2 separate regions of the Mus musculus genome follow, and region 2 is linked to region 1. A link is a contact called in public HiChIP or PLAC-seq data. All regions are on one chromosome and are shown on one strand. Each heading gives the region's core, a stretch centred on a gene start, on an enhancer-like site or on the middle of the called end of the contact. The rest is flanking DNA. Distances are from core to core; before and after follow the strand shown. Region 1 overlaps Lars2 (leucyl-tRNA synthetase, mitochondrial). Region 2 holds the start of Limd1 (LIM domains containing 1).

Evidence for each region. HiChIP or PLAC-seq counts read pairs in DNA pulled down with a chosen protein or histone mark.
Region 2: a contact with region 1 is called in an HNF4G HiChIP or PLAC-seq map of pancreatic cancer cells. The contact joins the promoter of Limd1 here to the enhancer-like site in region 1. A contact is called at or near these places in 15 of 484 Hi-C or Micro-C datasets (the AML12 cell line, CD4 T cells, Sertoli cells and 11 more), 4 of 115 datasets of contacts at active chromatin or transcription factors (the SCID.adh cell line, embryonic fibroblasts, embryonic stem cells and 1 more) and 2 of 9 other capture datasets (adipose tissue and pancreatic islet).

What each region holds. Positions count from the first base shown.
Region 1 is chr9:123,429,459-123,433,411 of GRCm38.p6, reverse strand. Lars2 (leucyl-tRNA synthetase, mitochondrial) reads right to left here. Exons shown (of 21, transcript NM_153168.3): 11 at 1,411-1,526. Among named protein-coding and RNA genes, the nearest start is that of Gm40586, 33 kb to the left of the region's middle. Within about 2 kb of position 2,186, at least 36 of the 459 cell types and tissues checked have an H3K27ac peak or open chromatin away from gene starts, as enhancers often do. A contact at or near this core is called in pancreatic cancer cells, where this site is marked.
Region 2 is chr9:123,476,483-123,480,129 of GRCm38.p6, reverse strand. It overlaps Limd1 (LIM domains containing 1), which reads right to left and starts at 1,429. Exons shown (of 8, transcript NM_013860.2): 1 at 1-1,429. The coding sequence starts at 892.

The DNA.
Region 1 (3,953 bases), core at 937-3,436:
TCAAGTTTAAAAATGAGCACTCCAAGCCAATGCTCTCAAGTTTTAATGTGCATACAAATCACTCAGGGAACTTGTGTGACTAGGGTAGGGCTGGAAGTCACAGTCCTAACAGTGATGTCAGAGCCATTAATCTAGGGACCAGACTTTCAGCAGCAAGGCTCTAAGCCAGTGATTTTCAGCAGTGGTCCCTGGACCAGTACCACCACCACCACCAACACAACCACCACTTGAACTACCAGCAAAACTTGCACCAGCATCCCAATACCACCACCACCAGCAACACCATGCAAATTTGCTGGAAACAGATCTCTTGGGAAGAGTCAGGATGTTTTAACAAGGCCAGCATGATTCTGATACATGCTCAAGTTTGAGACTCACTGCTTTCAGTCACTTCCCACTTTAGCCTCCCATCCCCAAACAGCCTCTTCCACCAGTTTCTGGTTCATGTAGCTGGTCTTTTTTTTTTTTTGCCCCTCCCCCCACTCCCTATCCTACCCCTGTTAACCGCCTATCACTAAATAGGAGAGAGAGATGGATGAAGGAGAGGGGGCAGAGAGAGAGAGAGAGAGAGAGAGAGAGAGATCCCTGAATCTAATTTCTTTCCTTTTGTTTCTTCTTTGAGCACAACTATTAACAACTGCCCCTGAATGACCAACAACCACCCACCCCACCTATCAGGGCTCTAGCATTTATATGCCCTCTGAAAAGTTTCCAGAATTTGAAATGTCACCCAATCACAGAAACTATCTGCAGCTGGCAAAACTATGCCTCTGCTACAGCATGAAGCAAGTCATAGTCAGCTGCTTCTGACAGTCCAAAACAGCCCCACATCCCTACACCTGGGATTAAAATGAAAGTACATTCTTATAAAATTTCTGGTTTCTTTTTTAAAAGAAACAAAAACTCCAAAATTGTTACTACAGGTTCAGTTCAGCACAGCTGGAGTTCACATCCTGCCGAATATACGAAATCAAACAGGAGATAACCTTGTTTAAACACTGAGTGTTTATATAAGGGTCTGTAAACTTTCATTAAACTAAACAGTCTGTAAACAGTCTGTTAACTCAAGTTAAACTTTAGATGTTAACAGCAAATAATCTGGAGTGAGCAATCATCTTCCCCAGGAAGAGTCAGCTACAGTCACCTAAGAAGCTAAAAATTCTTTGAAAAGATCATTTCTCAAGCAAGATTCTCAAATGAAGTTTTCTAGGGTTGGCTAAGGAACTTCTAGGTCTTGAAGAAGATGAGTCTTTTGTTCTGAGAAACCAAGCAGAGCTACAAGGCTGCTGGGGCGAGGGAGAGCGGAAGGGTGAGCTGGGATAGGACTCTGTAAGAGCGTGTCTCATCACACCAATCTCAGGGGCTTGACTCACAAGTAAGTAAATTTCAGGCACAGGCCAGGGCACCAACCTCAGCAGATCCACTCAGTCTCTCTGTGCCATCGGGTGAAGCTTCAATGACCTCAGAGTAGGGTAGGCCCAGAGCTTGGGCCAGTCTGGTGTCCTCTGAGCTGGTGCTGGGGATTCCTGTTCAGAGATGAAAAATACAAAACGTCAACTCCTCTTAAGTGCTCAAAACAAAGAATCATGCAACAGTGACACACAGCGTTAGCTTCTTAAGGTCCCTTTTAACTCAGAAGACAGAAAGCCACATCAAACTCACTGGATAATGGGACAGAGTCTTAGAGAACCTGGCACCCTAACACAACTGTTTACATTGTTGGACTTATTTTCCTTATATCTTTTTCTCTGGTTTTCCTTCTTCTTAAAAACATAGTTGCAACCCTAAAATCTACCATCTATGCCACGGAAACTATATATTACAAGTATGAGGAGAGCCTCTTGAATAGCCCCCAGTGGCTTCCTGGTGGGAAGCAGTGCTGGCTCCAATGGCATTTTAATTCCCTAGAAGTCTGGAGATTGAAAGCTGGCATTGGAGTCTATGTTGTGTCCCTGAAAACACCAGAGCATTCTGAACAGGCATTTATTCTTCAACCCACACACATCTTCAGGAAATGAGGTGGAGCACAAGAAAATCACCCAGAGGGGTAGAGCCTGCTGTTCTGGCTTCAGCTGAGCACAGAAGCAGGCTTTGGTGGTTGGTTCTCTAGGACAGGGTTCTGAGTGTGGTGCTGCTGACAAAATGGGTGGTTCTGAGCATGGTGGCACAGGGAGTATTCTACCCTATCCTGGCTCCTTTCCAGACCACTTCCTCAGTAGGGACAAACAAAAGATCTCTTGGAGTGGGTTGGTCTGATGCTGCTTGTATTCTAATGCTAAATACTGGCTTCTCAAGACCTGGCTTCCCACAAGCAGATTCTCACATACATCAAGTGATGCTATGTGAACATTGCTCCCCAGTAAAAAGCTAGAGCCTGTGATTGGGCAGTGAAGGGAGAAAGGTGGGACTTGAAGATCAAGTGAAGGGGTTGCAGGCAGAGGGAGCAGAAGACGGGTGGGGGTGGGTGGGGGGGTGGGGGGGTGGGGTGGAGGAGGCTGCCATGAAAGGAGATGGACCATGAGCATGTGGCCAGGGGATACAGCATGTGAAGAGGACATACAACTGGAGAATAAGTTAGGATAGCTCCAAACCTGCCCAATCTAGGCTTGTAAATAAAATACCGGGATCGTGTGTCTTTTATACAGGCTAGCTAGGACTATATATTCATTTCACAATCTCCCAAATTGGTCAAATGTCTCCTGGTGCTGACACCTCTCTCATGGAAAATGTTAAAACATACATGTGGAAGGTCAAACAAGAAGGCTAAGCCAAACAAAACAGTTCCAGAGGGGTGCCTTCAGGTGCAGAGGGCTGACAGTTCTATAGTAGTGCAAGCTGCGTGTTTTGTTGAGGTGCAGTGTGTGAAGGTTGTGTTGGTATTATTCAAGTCTGTACCAGCAGAGAGCTGAGTAATGACCAGATTTTAGTACTGCCATTCTTATGAGAGAGGGTCTCTGGGAGAGGCAGCAGGGATACAGGAAGATTTGCCAGCAGGGCATGGAGGAGGTTAGACATATGGGGAGTGAGAGAGAGGTAACGGGCCACGTGGTGGGACATGGACTATAAGACTTGGCTTAATTAAGTTAGATGAGCTAGCGGGGAGGTAGCCCAAGCTAAGGCCTAAGCTATAATAAAATTTAATAAGTCCCCGTGTCTTATTAAAATTCAAATTCATTATTATTTAAATGCTTGTGGGTTCAGAAAGTCTGGCAATAGTGTTTCCAACTGCGTTGTGACAGAAAACACAAAATAAAGCGAATGGACTGGACTGGGAGGTACGGACACAGGGCAATAGCAAACACTACCAACAGCAGTTTGTAGTCACAGCAGGGAGTCAAGGGTCATTTGCCAGATTTTGATGTCCTGCTTAGGGTGACTCAATGACACTCCAAAGTAGACACTGAAAGGACTTTAGCCAGCCCAAGGAAGGCAAACATGGCTCTGACAGGCCTTGCCTTTCTCCCCATTCCCTCTGCCTTGATAAAAACCATTAGATTATATTCCTAAAGCTAGCCACTGAAGTCTATGCCCTTATTTGTCCACTTCCTCCTCCTGAGGCTGATTATCAAGGTCCAGCTATCAAAGTATAGAAGTCCAGCAATCAAAAGTCCCCTTTGGAACACCTAATTAACATACCCAATTAAAATTAAACACCTCATCATATCATGGAGTTTCCCCTTTTACCTTTATGGGCCACATCTGTCTGTCTGCTCTCTATCCAGAGCCAGTTCTTTGTGCCCCACTGAGACGAACACCCCCTTCCCTTCTCCCATGTTCCCTTCCCTTTCTCCCTTCTCCTCTGTCTCCTGTCTTTTCTCTTATTCCCTGCCCTTTGTCCCTCTGGGGCAAATAAATCTCTTCTATGCTAAGAACTTGGTCTTGGGTATCCTAAGCCAATACCAGTCCCTTTCAGTAGCCATCACATTTATCTGGCCACATTAAGATTACTTGAA
Region 2 (3,647 bases), core at 180-2,679, 47 kb before region 1:
CGCTGCTAGGGACCATCGGTGCTGAAACAGTTGTGCCCTTGGGTTGAGCGGAGGTCCCATTCTCCAAGCCCATGGAAGAAAAACCGAGGTTCACTCGCTGAGAGGAGGCAGTGGACCAAAGGCCTGTTGGCTTCTCGCTGCTATGGCCACCAATGCCACCGTCCTGGCCACTGATGCCACTTTCAAAAGACCTGCCAGAGCACACTGTGGAGAGCTGTGGCTGGTAAGGGTGATGGTCTCCACAGGATTTGGGCAATGTGGAGTCATTCCCTGGGCAACCAGGCCATCCACTTCCTACACCCAGACTCACGCTGGGGCACCCTTCAGGTTTATCACCCCACTGTGGGCTTGCCAAAGAGAAATTGTCATAATAGTCTCCGTGAGTGAGGCAGGAAGGGTCTTCACAGGAGGGACTCAGGCCGTGTAAAGCAGGTCTCTGGGAACTCACAGGCCCCTCCCTGGAACCACAGTTCTGACTGCCAGGCCTTGCACCATGGGCAGATGGCCTGATCCTCTGCTCCTGAGATGGGTACGAGGGCTGCGCGGCCGCAGTGGTAGTAGCTAATCCAGGTGCCACTGTTGGCACAGCCAGAGGAGGCTTAGCGGCCCCATCTGCAGCCAGCTTGCCGCTCGCACCCTGACGGTTCCCACCGTTGACCGGGCTTCTGCCTGCCCTAGGTAGGGCCTCCTCCTGTAGGAGCTGCTGCTGTTGCTGCTGCTGGAGGTGGATTTTGGCCATCTTGGTCGCGAACACCCTTCGAGTTTCCTCAAATTCTGGGTTGTTGCCAGCACCCTTGTCCACCCGGAAGAGCCCATCCTTGGAGGCCTCATACATGTTCAGGTCCTCGATGAACTTACTGGCCTCAAGGCCCAGATCATCGTATTTATCCATGTTGTAGATCAGTGTCCGGGGCCTAGCCCTGGTTCAAGGTGTGAATGTGGTGGGGGAGATTTGGGTGCTGGCCGAGGTTTCAGGTCCAGCCTAAGGCAGATAAAGATTCCCACCTGCCCAGCAAGAAGGTCATGACTCCAAAACTCACAGTCCAGCCAGAGTTGAGGCCTTCAGGCCAGCGGGGCTAAGTTTACTTTCAGACTTCTTTTCCCCCGGGGAGCGTCCACGTGGGGGCAGAGCAGCCTTCAGCCGTGCCCGGCCTGCTTAGAAAAGTTCTCTTCTCCAAGTCACAAAACCCAAAACAGGCGAAAGAAGACAGAGAACGTCCACAGAAAAAAAGTAAACTCACATCCACGTCGAACAATCGAACTTGCAAACACACCGGGCAGCCCCTGGCCTGGGGCCGGTGGCCGGATCCAGCAGAGCTCACTGCAGCCGCGGCGCGCGGCCCATTGTCCGATGGCGGCGGCCGGCGGCGGGACGCGGAAGTGAGCGCGCGGGTCGTCAGTCCCGGGAGCTCGCTGGCCGGCTGCGCCCGCCCCGGGCCGCGCAGGGGCGCGGGCGGAGGCTCGGAGGGCGGGGCGGGGCGGGGCGGGGCGGAGGCTCGGAGGGCGGGGCGGGGCGGGGCGGGGCGGGGCGGAGGCTCGGAGGGCGGGGCGGGAGCGGGGCGGGGCGGGGCGCCCCCTGCAGGCCAGTGATGCGCACGCCGAGTTTTGGCGTCCCTCTCTGGGCACCGGGAGAGAGTTGCAATTCCCGCAGTACTTTTGCCGCGGACTGTTCAGTTTCCCGCCGCTGCTGGAGAGTCAAGGGTGCGCCAGGCTTCCCTCGGGTCCCCTCGAATGAGAGCATCTGTGTTGGACGTCCTAAGTGTGCCCAGAGAGGCTTGTCGTCCTTACTGGGTTTCTTGAACCCCAAGCAGTTCTCACCACTCCAGGTTGCCATGGCTCTAGATAACACACATAGCTCCTATGAGGTGACTGGGGATAGTTTACGTTTCCCACACAGCCGCCAGCGTGATCTAAAACCAATCCCAGGCCTGTCACTCTTGAACTTGAACCCTCAAGGCTTACTCCGGACTTATTTTGAAATCCCGCCTTCACTTCTACAAACAGGCCTGACTGCCCCGCCTACCCTCCCTCTGATTTGGGACCTTCCCTGCCTGAACTCCCGGTGGATGGAACTTCCTAGTGCCTGCCGAGAGCCTGCTGATCAGCTTCTGGTGTCTCTTCTTTCCTTCCCAGCTAAAATCACCTCCCCGTAAAGTTACCCCCACCCACAACCCCTTTGTTTCCTGCTTGGTTTGAACACTATTTAAATCCAGGGATACTGAAGTCACTGACCTGCAGGCTTTCTCCCATCTAGTTTAAATGTTTCCAGGTCTCTGCTCATACTACCTAATAGATGTAAATGTTATGCAAATAGTTCTCAGCAGTTTTGTTTGGTTTTGTTTTGTTGTCTTTCAGGAATCATGACAAGAAAATGAAATCTGTATGTGTTTAACATAAACACCTTTTCTTTTCCTGAGTATCTTGCCCTTGTTCAGATGTGGAGCTCTAGGTATGGAGGGTCAGCTCCAGCTGTTTATTTGTCTGCATGCCCCTTTTTGGTTGACAGCTAATCAGTTATCCACTTCATTACACCTGTATATGCGCAGGGTTTGGTTGAACATATGTGTCTTGGCAAATCTCTCTAAACTGTGACGAGGAACAAACAAGATAATATATATGGAAGTGCTTATATTCTTATATTCTATAAACACAAAAATGGTTCACTGTCCTGTAGACTCTGAAGGTTCAGGATATTTGTTGAAAATGAAGAGTTCCAGGCTCCAGCCCCAAACTACTAACCCCAGATTTGTGTTTTACGGCATCTGTGGGATGGGAAGACGATTTGCACAATAAAATTTGAAGAGTGAGTACTGCTATAAAGCATTATACTAAAACTAGGTTTTAAAGTTATTTTAGTTTCAAATTATGTGTATATATGGTGTGTGTGTGTGTGTGTGTGTGTGTAGGTGAAAGGGGAAGAGAGAGGTGGGGGAGGAGAGAGGACAGATGTTCTTCTAAGCCAGAGAGAGAATCAGAAACCCCAGAGCTGAAGTCGTAGGTGGCTGTGTGGCGCCCTGTGTAAGTACTGGGAACTGAACTCCAATCCTTTGCAAGGACAGTGTGTGCTCTTTACTGCTGAGCCATCTCTCCAGCCCAGGATTAAATATTTTTATTTTAAAAGAATCTCCTATACCCAGAGCTACAACCCAGTGATAGAACACTCGCTGGGCATACATGAGGGCCTGGGTTCCATCCCCCAACAACTACAGTAATAATAACAGCAGCTTATAAAGATGGCATCCAATATACCATTATGCAAGTGATCCTTAGAAGTGCTGGACATGGGCTGGAGAGATGGGTCAGTACTTAAGAGTACTAGCTGTTATTTTAGAGGACCTGGGTTTGATTCCCAGCATCCACACGGTGGCTCGCCACTGCCACAACACCCTCTTCTGGTCTCTCTAGGTACTGAATGCATGTGACATAGACAAACTTGTGAGCCAAACACCCATACACAATGTTTGAATGTTTTACTGACGCTGTTCAATACTGAAGACACCGAAAAAAAATCCTAATTCTGTGCACATTTATTTAATGCCAAAATTATTTAATATAGGCCACTTTTGTCTGTTTCATGAACTTGAAAACATGTGTTGACTAGTATTTCAAAAGATGTGTTCAGGGCTTGTAAGGTGGTCCAGCGGGTA